Regions from separate parts of the Mus musculus genome. Here region 1 is linked to region 2. The links are chromatin contacts, called in public HiChIP or PLAC-seq maps. All regions are on one chromosome and are shown on one strand. Each heading gives the region's core, a stretch centred on a gene start, on an enhancer-like site or on the middle of the called end of the contact. The rest is flanking DNA. Distances are from core to core; before and after follow the strand shown.

Region 1 (5,363 bases), core at 2,674-5,173, 1.2 Mb before region 2:
TTAGCCAGGCAGTGGTGACACACTCCTTTAATCCCAGCACTTGGGAGGCAGAGGCAGGCGGATTTCTGAGTTCCAGGCCAGCATGGTCTACAGCGTGAGTTCCAGGACAGCCAGGGCTATACAGAGAAACCCTGTCTCGGGAAAAAAAAAAAAAGAAGAGAAAAGAAAAGAAAGAAAAAAGAAAAATCTAAAAATTAAAACTATGTGCTCAAAGCCTCACGGCAGTGAAACTGTACACCTCTCCCAAGTGCTAAACCACATCAATTAAACAAACCTACAAATGTAACCCAGAGGATGAGCATCTGCAATCCTTGCTAGTCGAAAGTGAAGAGTCTCAGCTAGACGGTGGACAGCACTTCCCTCTCAATATCAAATGTCTTCTCAAGAGAAGAGCTTGCCAGTTTATTGAAAGGTTTTATCAAATTTCCTTCTCACTTGATATGAAATTTTAAGATGACAGAAAGGCTGGAATTTGATCTTGTGGTCTCCCACTCATCACATCCATGGAAATGAACGATGGAAATGAAGAGTATAGGCAGACCCTAAAACCTATCCAGTCAGCTTCCTGAGCTATTAGTTTGGTACACATCTAGAATAGGTAAAATTCAGGAATAAAACTTCAAGTCACTCGAAAGTACCAATTTCCTCCTATACAAGATCTTTATTAGGGTCTTTTCATAAATATTCCAGATTTTCCCCTCTTGAGTTCTTAAATTATTCTCATAAACATCTCCTGTGATACTCTGTAAAATATGGTTTTCGCACAAGAGTCACATTGCTTAATTTTGGGTCACATCCACTCTTTGCTGTTATCTTGTATTTTGCTTGTAATTAAAGCTTAGAATGGCTTATAGAGATGGCAAAGTCTGTATTTGAACTGTTTTAGACTACTTCACAATGGTACCCTACCACTTTATTGGATGATTATCCCCTTAGAATCTCGTTGCCCCTGACTGTCTGTCTTCCATGCCTTCGCCTTCCCTACACCCATGACTTTCAGAGCCATAATTACCCTGCACTTTGACAGTGTCCTTTAGCAGACTCACTGGAGCTGCTTGCACAGTAGAAGCGTGACCGCTGGAAATCTGGGCACGATTTAAGGATTCTTAGATGACCGGAGTTGTAAAATAGGAAAGATTCATTAGATGCTTTATATCAACTCGTTTAGTCCTCCGCATACCCAGGATCAGTACACTGTACCTGCCTCACAAACGACAAGGACTAGAGACCGCGTGGAAAGCAGTTGGTGAAGAGCCAGGCCTTCTAAGCCAAGGTGCCTCGCCCAGGGTACTTACTACTTTAATATTAAAAGTGTCCTTCCAAGAGCAGAAGACAACTGATTTAAATATATCTACACAGTAAAAGGGATCTACGGGTAATTCCTGCTAATGATTTCTTGAATATGGCACCAAAAAGCCCAGACAACATAGCAAAACTTGACAAATGAAACCGACTACATAAAACTCAGGCCTCCAATGACAGTCCCCAGGGTAGAGAGATGACCTAAAAGAACAAATAAGCTCTGTAAAATATAAATGACAAAGACATAATGTCCAGAATATATAAGAGCCCTTATAACTCGATATCCATAACAACAGTCTGATTTTGTTGGATGGTTGATTGGGTTTTTGGTTGGTTGGTTGGTTGGTTGGTTTTTTTGAGACAGGGTTTCTCTGTGTAGCCCTGGCTGTCCTGGAACTAGCTTAGATTGATTTTTAAATGAGCAAACAACTTAGAGGACTTTTCTCCCAAGAAAATACAAGTCGCCAAATGAAAAACTGTTCAACATCATTAATCATCAGAGAAATGATATCAAAACGCCAGCGACCTGTCCCCATAGTCACTAGTGACTATCACTGCAAATAAAAAACGGAGCTGCCACGCTCTGCCAGACATTGGGAAGCTGGAACCACGCGGATCGTACGAAAATGGTGCAGCCGGGCTGGAAAAACAATGTGCTGGTTCCTCAAAAATCAAAATTAGAATTACCATATGACCCAAGAATCCCACTTCTGGGTATATATGCAGAACTGAAATCAGGCTTGTAGACACTCATGCTCATAGGCACATTACTCAACACAAAAGAGGTGGAAGCAACCCAAACATCATTGACAGGGACTAAGTAAGAATTTGTGACAGCTAGTGTCAAAGCTTAGACCTGTGCTCAATCTCTACACTATGTGGGGAGAGACCTATTCCTCTGCACGCACGCATGCACGCAACGCGCTAAATAAATACCCTCCAAAAAGAAAAGGTGATGTTAAATGTGTATGTGCACAGCCACACCTAGGCACATGGGTATATAAATAATAGAATACTGTTCAGCAATTTTAAAAAAGGAAATCTGTCGCGGGTTGCAATATGGATGAAATCTGAAGTTAGTAAGTAAATAGATAATGCAGACATGCAAAGTCAAATTCTGTACGATTTCACATAGATCAGGTACCAAATTAGACTAGTCTATGAGAATGGACAGTAGCAAGGGAGCTACCAGGAAACAGGAGAGTACAGGGGGTTACTTAACTGGTGTAAGATAAAAAACAAAAAAATACCGATCCTGTGGTACGCATGAAAATACTTAACACTACTAAACTGTACACCTAAAAATGATAATTTTTATTTCACACTTTTTACAATTAACTTTTCTTTCACTATCTTTTCCTGCCCTGTCCCAATGCTAACAAAAAGGTAAAGTGAAAATCAGCAGAGATAAAAGGCTTCAACGATGTAAAAAGAATTAAGAAAACAATAAATTAAAACAGGGGGCTGCTTATCAAGTTTCCTCTTAATCCTCTTAACCTGGAAATTCTTTCAACAACAGTTAAATGTCATCCTATGGGCATGGGAAAAAAAAAAAAAGACAAAACCAAAAAACGGTAGTAAAGGCCTTGTAGAGATTAAAACTCAGTGCCTATTATGACTTTGCCCATTCCTATACGACCTTGGGCAAGGTATTTTCATTCATTTCATTCATTCATTCATTCATTTGGCAAAAGTTTCTGCACATGGTCAAATAACACGGTACTTTTCTGAGGAATAAGAGGGGCATATAAAATACTAGGCACAACTCGTGGCGCTTTGTGAGTGTTGTGTTGACTGTAGAGTTAGACAATGAATAAGGTGAATTAAAGTAGGGTAAGTCCATAGCCTACTCTTTAGCGATGTACCGAACTTGCGGGTACTTACGGTGCCATATCAAACCAGACACTATTTAGGAATCATCAATAACTTCACCATCCCTTTCGAAAGTGGAGCTGTCTTGTAAGGGCTCTCTCCTCCCTGGGAAAAGCAGTGTCATCTAAGGTATTCGAAGATACTTGCTTAAGGAACGGACAAATTACAGAACCCGGGGATGGTGAAGCCCGAGAAGCCGCTGGAGTCCCCGCTCCTGTCACTTCACAGGGGCCTAGGCTGATCTGGGGAGGGGACCCGTCACCCAGCACCCCACAGCGCCCCGCCTGTGTCCCTGAGTGCTGGAGCGGCCGCGGCCGGCGGGGCGCAGGGCGCGGGGGCCGGGGTCACGGCGGGGGCCGGGGCTCACCGCGCGCGGCCGGCAGCGGGTACAGCTTCTCGGCCTTCTGGAGGAAGCGCTGGGCCTTGTCGCGGTTGCCGGCGCTCAGGGCCTCGCGAGCGATCTGCACGCATTTCTCCGCCTCGTCGCGGTTGCCCTCCATGGCTCGCGCCTGCCTCGGTGTCCGCGGCCGCGCAGCTGCGAGGGGGGCCCGCCGCGGAGGAGGCGAGGCGGCCGGGCGGGGCACGGCGCGGCACGGCGCGGGGAGGAGCGGGCACCGCGGCGGCGGCCCGGCGACGGGCGGCCTCGCAGCTCCGCCTCCTCACGGCCGCCTCCCCGCCCCCCGCGGCCGCAGCGGCGCCAGCCGCGTCCCTCCCGGGCCTGGCGGACCGTAAAGCCGACGCGGTAACCCGGGAGGAGGGCGGGGAGGCCGTGGGTTGGCGGAGCGCGGACGCCCCGGCCCCTAGGCTCCGGTGTGGCCCGGAGCCCGCCTTCCGCGCCACCGGGGTGGGGACAGGGACCCTCACGACCAGATCCACAAGGATCAGAGGCCAGGCCTCCTGGCCCTTAGGTCTTGGGAAGCCCTGGGCCTCCGTTAGGGAGTGATTGCCGCATGGATTCGTCCTACAGGCGCTTCCTGCTTTGGATCGGAAGCCCTGGAACCCCCAACCCCCGCAGTTCCCCAGCCCTTCTCAGCGGCACATCTGACCCACCTGCCACCTGGCAGGTACAATGCAGCTCTTTGGGTTAAAGCAGCTGTAAGGCAGGAAGTTCTTTCATCCACATAGGCTGCTTAAGCACCTCCTATTCTGTTTGATTTGCTCCAGGAATTAGGATACATGTCTTAAGGCTCAGGGAGGGGAAAGGGGTCAATGTATAATAATGGAACATGCTTGGCATGAATCAAGATGTGACTAGCATTTCACACCTGTGTCTGGTCACTAAAAGCAAATTATATCCGAAGTTCATTCGGTGGAGGTACTTTCGTTGTACCCTGAGGGTCTCTGTACTTGTGTCCCACCTTAGGATACAGGCCCTTTCACATTAGTTAACTGTCAATTGGGGGGGGGGGGGACGCCAAAAGCAGTTACCTCCAGCTTCTTCCCAAGTTTTAAGACCCTAAGAGGTCATATGATACAAAGAAACAACAAAAGTACCACGGGGTTATGACTACAGATGCACTGTTTAATTAGTAAGCAGAGAATGTACTTGTTGCTGAGTGAGATCTAAGGTAAGTCCCGATTATTAAGCAAGTTTAAAGCTAGTTTGGGATATGACCTTTATTGAGCTTATCCACCAGAGTGGAAACAATGTCTGTACAAAACCAAATGCTTGTTACTATAACTTCTGCATCACAATTAAAATCCAAACAGTTTTTTAAAAACAGTCAACTCAATCAAAACCCACTACTTCAGAATCAATAGCTTCTTTGAAGCCACAGTAACACTTAAATATGGTTAAGACTCGAATGCAGAAATTTGGTTGGTTGGAAGGCTAATTAAGCCTCCAACTTGCTCAAATAGAATTACAAAAAGGCAAAATTGTGTTTTTCACAGAGATACAGTCCACTGGAATCACCAACACTGGACAGCTGTTAGGAATATTTAGAGTCCTGAGATAATAAGGAATCCAGGCATCCTTAAACAGTCTTCTGTTGTCCTTTCTTCCCGATCAGCGATTTGTGGATGTGTGGGATGACACCTAGGAGAGGGACACAGATTAAGTCTACCTTCTGGATAAACATTTAAAAAAACAATACATGAACTCAAAGCAGGTAAAATTCATATACAAAGTGAAAACTTGAGGGATGAACAATGATCTTAGCAAAAACTAAGTGGAAAGCCAAACCCCA
Region 2 (4,937 bases), core at 604-3,103:
AACTCATTTTCATTGAAAATTGTTTTTAAAAGATTTACTTTTTATATTTTATTAGTGTTTATGCACCTGTGTGTATATTCTACGTGTGTGTGGGTTTCGGTGGAAGCAATAAGAGGCTATCCACTCCCCTGGAGCTAGAGGTATAGGTAGTTGTGGGTCAACAAATATAGATTCTAAGGACTGAACTTGGGTCTTCTGCAAGAACAGCAATTATTCCTAACTGCCGATCCATCTCTCCATGCTCTATAGGCAGAATTTGGAAACTCTGGATAGAGAAAGCCCTAAAATGTTGTAAGCTTAATGGGTAATTCTAGTGAGTTCATAAGATCACACGGCCAGTAGTAATGTGGACAGTGGAAGCCAGGTTCAAGAGGAATTAGACATGAACTTGTAGTTTGGAATTGAACCTAAGACCTCTATGTTATACTCTGGCCAGTTATTTATCTGTGACCTGAGTATGTGAATGCAGTTGAATTTTAAAGTAAGAGACTAGTCACTTCAGCAGAGGAGGGTCCAGTGAGCACATCATTGAGGCAGGAACATGGTCTGAGAAGTAAGAGCAAAATGAAGAGTAGAAAGAATTTTATAAAAACAAGTAATGGGGCTGGGAAAGCATATAGTTCAAAGTTGTGGACCAGGAGGATAGATATGGTGGTGAAACAGATTAGAGGCAGTCAAAGAAATCAAGGGGCTGGCAAGATGGCTCAGCTGGTGAACGCTTGCTGTGATTCTTAATGGCCTGAGTTCAATTCCCAGATTCTACAAAAAGGTGGAAGGAAAGAGCTAAGTCCACAGATTTGGCTCTGGCCTCCATCATGAAACACACACACACACACACACACACACACACACACACACACACACACACACACACACACTGATGAAAGGTGTTTTGTTTTTAAGATAAGGAAATCAATTACTTTGTACTGAAACAAGAAAGAAACCTTGCAGACTCCTCAGAAATTGATCCAGACATCTAGCCTTCATAGAATAAAGGATATACCATTTTTTTAAACTCAATTGAATGACTTTTTTTTTTTTTTTTTTTTGGTCTGAGAAAAGAACTCTAGGGCATTCTGCATTCACAGAGCTGTTTAGGGAAGTGTTTCACCGGCTTCAGTCATGCAGATATTCGAAGTCGGCTGCCCCCCATGGTAGGGTGGCTGGCATCAGACTTTCATATTGTCCACATGATAATGAGTTCCTAGTTATGCAGAATGCTGAACTTAAGGGGGCAAGGAGGCTTCTCCTCTAGGAATGCTAAGGGGCCAGGCAGCACATCATAGTGTCAGGATTCCTGCAGGGGAGAGTGCACGAAGCTGTTAAGAGTAAATACTGGGCTGAAGGGGAGGATCAGCGGATCAGCGCTTAAGTGTGTGTATTATTCTTCCAGAGGATGTGAATCAACAGTCTCAGCAGCCACAACAGGAGGTTCACAACAGCCTGTAACTCCAGCTCCAGAGGATCTAACACCTCTGCTCTCATAATGCATCCTGCTCACACGTGTGGCATACTCTCATACACACACACACACAAAATAAAATGATAAATCTTATTAAAACAAGCAAACATACAACAGCAACAAAAACAGAAACAAGACTGAACCCTAAAGTGCAGTAGAGACTTTAGGATGTTAGAAATGCCAGCAACGTAGAGTACTGGTTAGTAAAGCTTCAGAGAAGGGGTGGACTGGGTCTGAACGAGAGGCTGCAAATGCAAAGGCCGTAGAGTCAGGCCAGCCAAGTCACCATATGTGTCTGATGTGAGATCTGTTTGTCCAGGATTTACTGTTGATGTTGCTGGGTTTGGTTTCAGTCCAGGCCTATTAGTCACTGCTATTAACCCATCCCTTCCTTTTGTTCTGTCAGCTAAATGGTGAATGTGTTTAATTTTTCCCTATTTGTAGAACTGCTCACAGCTACACTTTTGCCTTGGGTCATGAGCAAGTTTGGGTATGAATGTCTGACTAATATTAGAGCTCTTAAGATGAATGGAGACTCGTTTTGTATGGCAGAATAGCCATGAGAATCTGGAAGAGGAACTTTACGATTTGAATATGAAATGTTCCTCAGTTTGTCCACTTGTTCCATGCTTGACTCTCAGTTTATGGTGGTATTTTGGGAGGTTTTAGAAACTTGGGAAGGTGGTGTCTACCTAGATGAAGTAGAACGCTTGGTCCACTTTGGGGGGGACTATGTTGTCTTGGTCTTTTCTCTGTCACACATTCTGCATTGTATCTGCAAAGAGGCAGACATTACCCCTAAATACACCCCTATCGCCATAGTGATTTGCAAAAGCTCATGGGACCAAGTGAACATGGAATGAACTCTAAAGCTGTGAGCCAAACTATTATTAATCCCTTCCATCCATCACTAATCCCTCTTCTTTTCCCAACACTTTTAGTGTAGTATAGTTTCTATGTAAAAATCAAAGTTCATTCTGGAGACCTATCATTCTCTTGTTGTTTTAAAACAAATGTACTTAGAATGAAACCACGCAGGATTCATCTGACTGACTAGTTCACAAGACTATTAGAAGAGCTGCTCATGAAAATATTGATATACAAGCTTAGGATTGAGAAAGTACAAATGCAAAGAATAAAACATAGTATAAAGTGGATAGTTACTTCACACTGTATTTACAGATCTTGGCTCCAATTCAGTCTCATTTAATTCCTGATGTCCACTTGTTCTCAAGGGGGAAAAGTTGCATATATTTGCTTGCCAATAGTGATCAGGTCTTTCTCCATATATACCTAGCTGTTGAAATAAAATTTGTGCATGAATTTACCTTTAATCTACAAACATGAGGAAATAATATAACATCCCATCTCTTAAGGCCCAAGCAGTATATCTCCATAATTAAATATATTATTTGTACTTGGTTGCTCTGAATCAACTCTTTTGACACAAAACATTGCTCAGTTTCAATTACAAATTGTATTAAAAGAAATTGGAAAAGGTTATTATGTTTTCAAGTACATTTTAATGAGATGGTGGTGTCAAGCGTGGTGTTCTCTGTCCTTAGACATACGGATAAATGCGGTCTGGCTTCTGACTGTGGGTCTAGGTATAGTTCCAAACTCTACCTGTGTTTCTCTGCATTAGTACTGTCCTACGTTTAACTCCAGATTCACAAGTGAAATAGACATGGTTTGAAGTATAGGCATGGGTGGGCATAAGTTATATACAAATGGCATATCATTTTATATAATACACATATTATATTCAGAATATTTGGAGTTCTTCATATCTATCCTCCAAGAGACAAATGTGAATGGATTAAATCATTTACCTTTTTATTTAAAAGACACTCAAAGCATGAATATGAAAATCAAGAAAATCTAGTGTATTTAAATATATCAAACATTTTTTTATTTTGTTTTTTTAATTAGGTATTTATTTCATTTACATTTCCAATGCTATCCCAAATGTCCCTCCCGCTCCCCCCCCTGCTCCCCCCTCCCCACTCCCTCCCCCACTCCCACTTCTTGGCCCTGGCGTTCCCCTGTACTGAGGCAGATAAAGTTTGCACGACCAATGGGCCTCTCTTTCCATGGATGGCCAACTAGGCCATCTTCTGATGCATATGCAGCTAGAGACACGAGCTCCAGGGGGTGCTGGTTAGTTCATAATGTTGTTTCACCTATAGGGTTGCAGATCCCTTTAGCTCCTTGGTTACTTTCTCTAGCTCCTCCATTGGGGGCCCTGTGATCCATCCAATAGCTGACTGTGAGCATCCACTTCTGTGTTTGCTAGGCCCTGGCATAGTCTCACAAGAGACAGCTACATCTGGGTCCTTTCAGCAAAATCTTGCTAGTGTATGCAATGGTGTCAGCATTTGGAGGCTGTTTATGGGATGGATCCCTGGATATGGCAGTCTCTAGATGGTCCATCCTTTCGTAACAGCTCCAAACTTTGTCTCTGTAATTCCTTCCATGGGTGTTATGTTCCCAATTCTAAGAAGGGGCAAAGTGTCCACACTTTGGTCTGTGTTTTTCTTGAGTTTCATGCGTTTAGCAAATTGTATCTTATATCTTGGGTACTCTAAGTTTCTGGGCTAATATCCACTTATCAGTGAGTACATATTGTGCAAGTTCCTTTGTGATTGGGTTACCTCACTCAGGATGATGCCCTCCAGGTCCATCCATTTTCCTAGGAATTTTATAAACTCATCCTTTTTAATAGATGAGTAGTACTCCCTTGTGTAAATGTACCACATTTTCTGTATCCATTCCTCTGATGAGGGGCCTCTGAGGAATAGATATATCAAACATTTAAAAGGAAAGGTATTTTGTAATTTTAAGGCATGGAGTTCAGTTCCCAATCATACGCTACATGTATCTACCAGCTAAGTTAATTGCATAGGCGAAGAAAGAAAGAAAAGCCTTTGAGTGAAGAGGAAAAATGTAAAATTTAGACAATACTGTGGTATACTTAACAGCAGAGTTGTTCTGCCTTTATAGGCAGGTTTGTACAGATATACTCTGAAAAATCTGCTTTCTTTTTTTTAGAAGACATGAGTTCAGGGAGGCAAGAAAGTGTCAGAAAAAAATAAAACAAGCACCCATGCTTCCATATTGTGCATGGAAAAAATGATTATGGATGCTACTGAATCTTCCAGTGAACTCTCCTCTATTCAATTACTTTGAACTTGGTATCGCTCTTCAGAATACTTTATATTTCTAATACATATGTATGAATTACATAAATATATGCAGTTCTATTTTACATGTTTTAAAAATTATACGAATGCTATTACACTGTATACATTCTTTAGTGACTTGCAGTTTGAACATTGCTTTTAAGATTTATTCATGTTAATATGTTTAGTTCTAGCCCTCTCACTGAAATTTTATATAGGTTTTATCTTATGAATAAATAGAGGTTTATCTAGAATCCCATTAATGTACTTTAATTTTCTTTTGTGTTATTTAT

The links. HiChIP or PLAC-seq counts read pairs in DNA pulled down with a chosen protein or histone mark.
Region 1: an HNF4G HiChIP or PLAC-seq map of pancreatic cancer cells shows a contact between it and region 2. The contact joins the promoter of Dnajb14 here to the enhancer-like site in region 2. A contact is called at or near these places in 11 of 39 promoter capture datasets (the 3T3-L1 cell line, the C10 cell line, the SN4741 cell line and 6 more), 7 of 484 Hi-C or Micro-C datasets (CD8 T cells, Sertoli cells, liver and 3 more), 10 of 115 datasets of contacts at active chromatin or transcription factors (astrocytes, embryonic forebrain, embryonic limb bud and 7 more) and 1 of 9 other capture datasets (pancreatic islet).

What each region holds. Positions count from the first base shown.
Region 1 is chr3:137,866,235-137,871,597 of GRCm38.p6, reverse strand. It overlaps Dnajb14 (DnaJ heat shock protein family (Hsp40) member B14), which reads right to left and starts at 3,923. Exons shown (of 8, transcript NM_001033155.1): 1 at 3,542-3,923. The coding sequence starts at 3,674. It overlaps H2az1 (H2A.Z variant histone 1), which reads right to left. Exons shown (of 5, transcript NM_016750.3): 5 at 4,676-5,212. The coding sequence ends at 5,151.
Region 2 is chr3:136,648,032-136,652,968 of GRCm38.p6, reverse strand. No RefSeq gene overlaps it. Among named protein-coding and RNA genes, the nearest start is that of Ppp3ca, 20 kb to the left of the region's middle. Within about 2 kb of position 1,853, at least 26 of the 459 cell types and tissues checked have an H3K27ac peak or open chromatin away from gene starts, as enhancers often do. A contact at or near this core is called in the SN4741 cell line, pancreatic cancer cells and uterus, where this site is marked.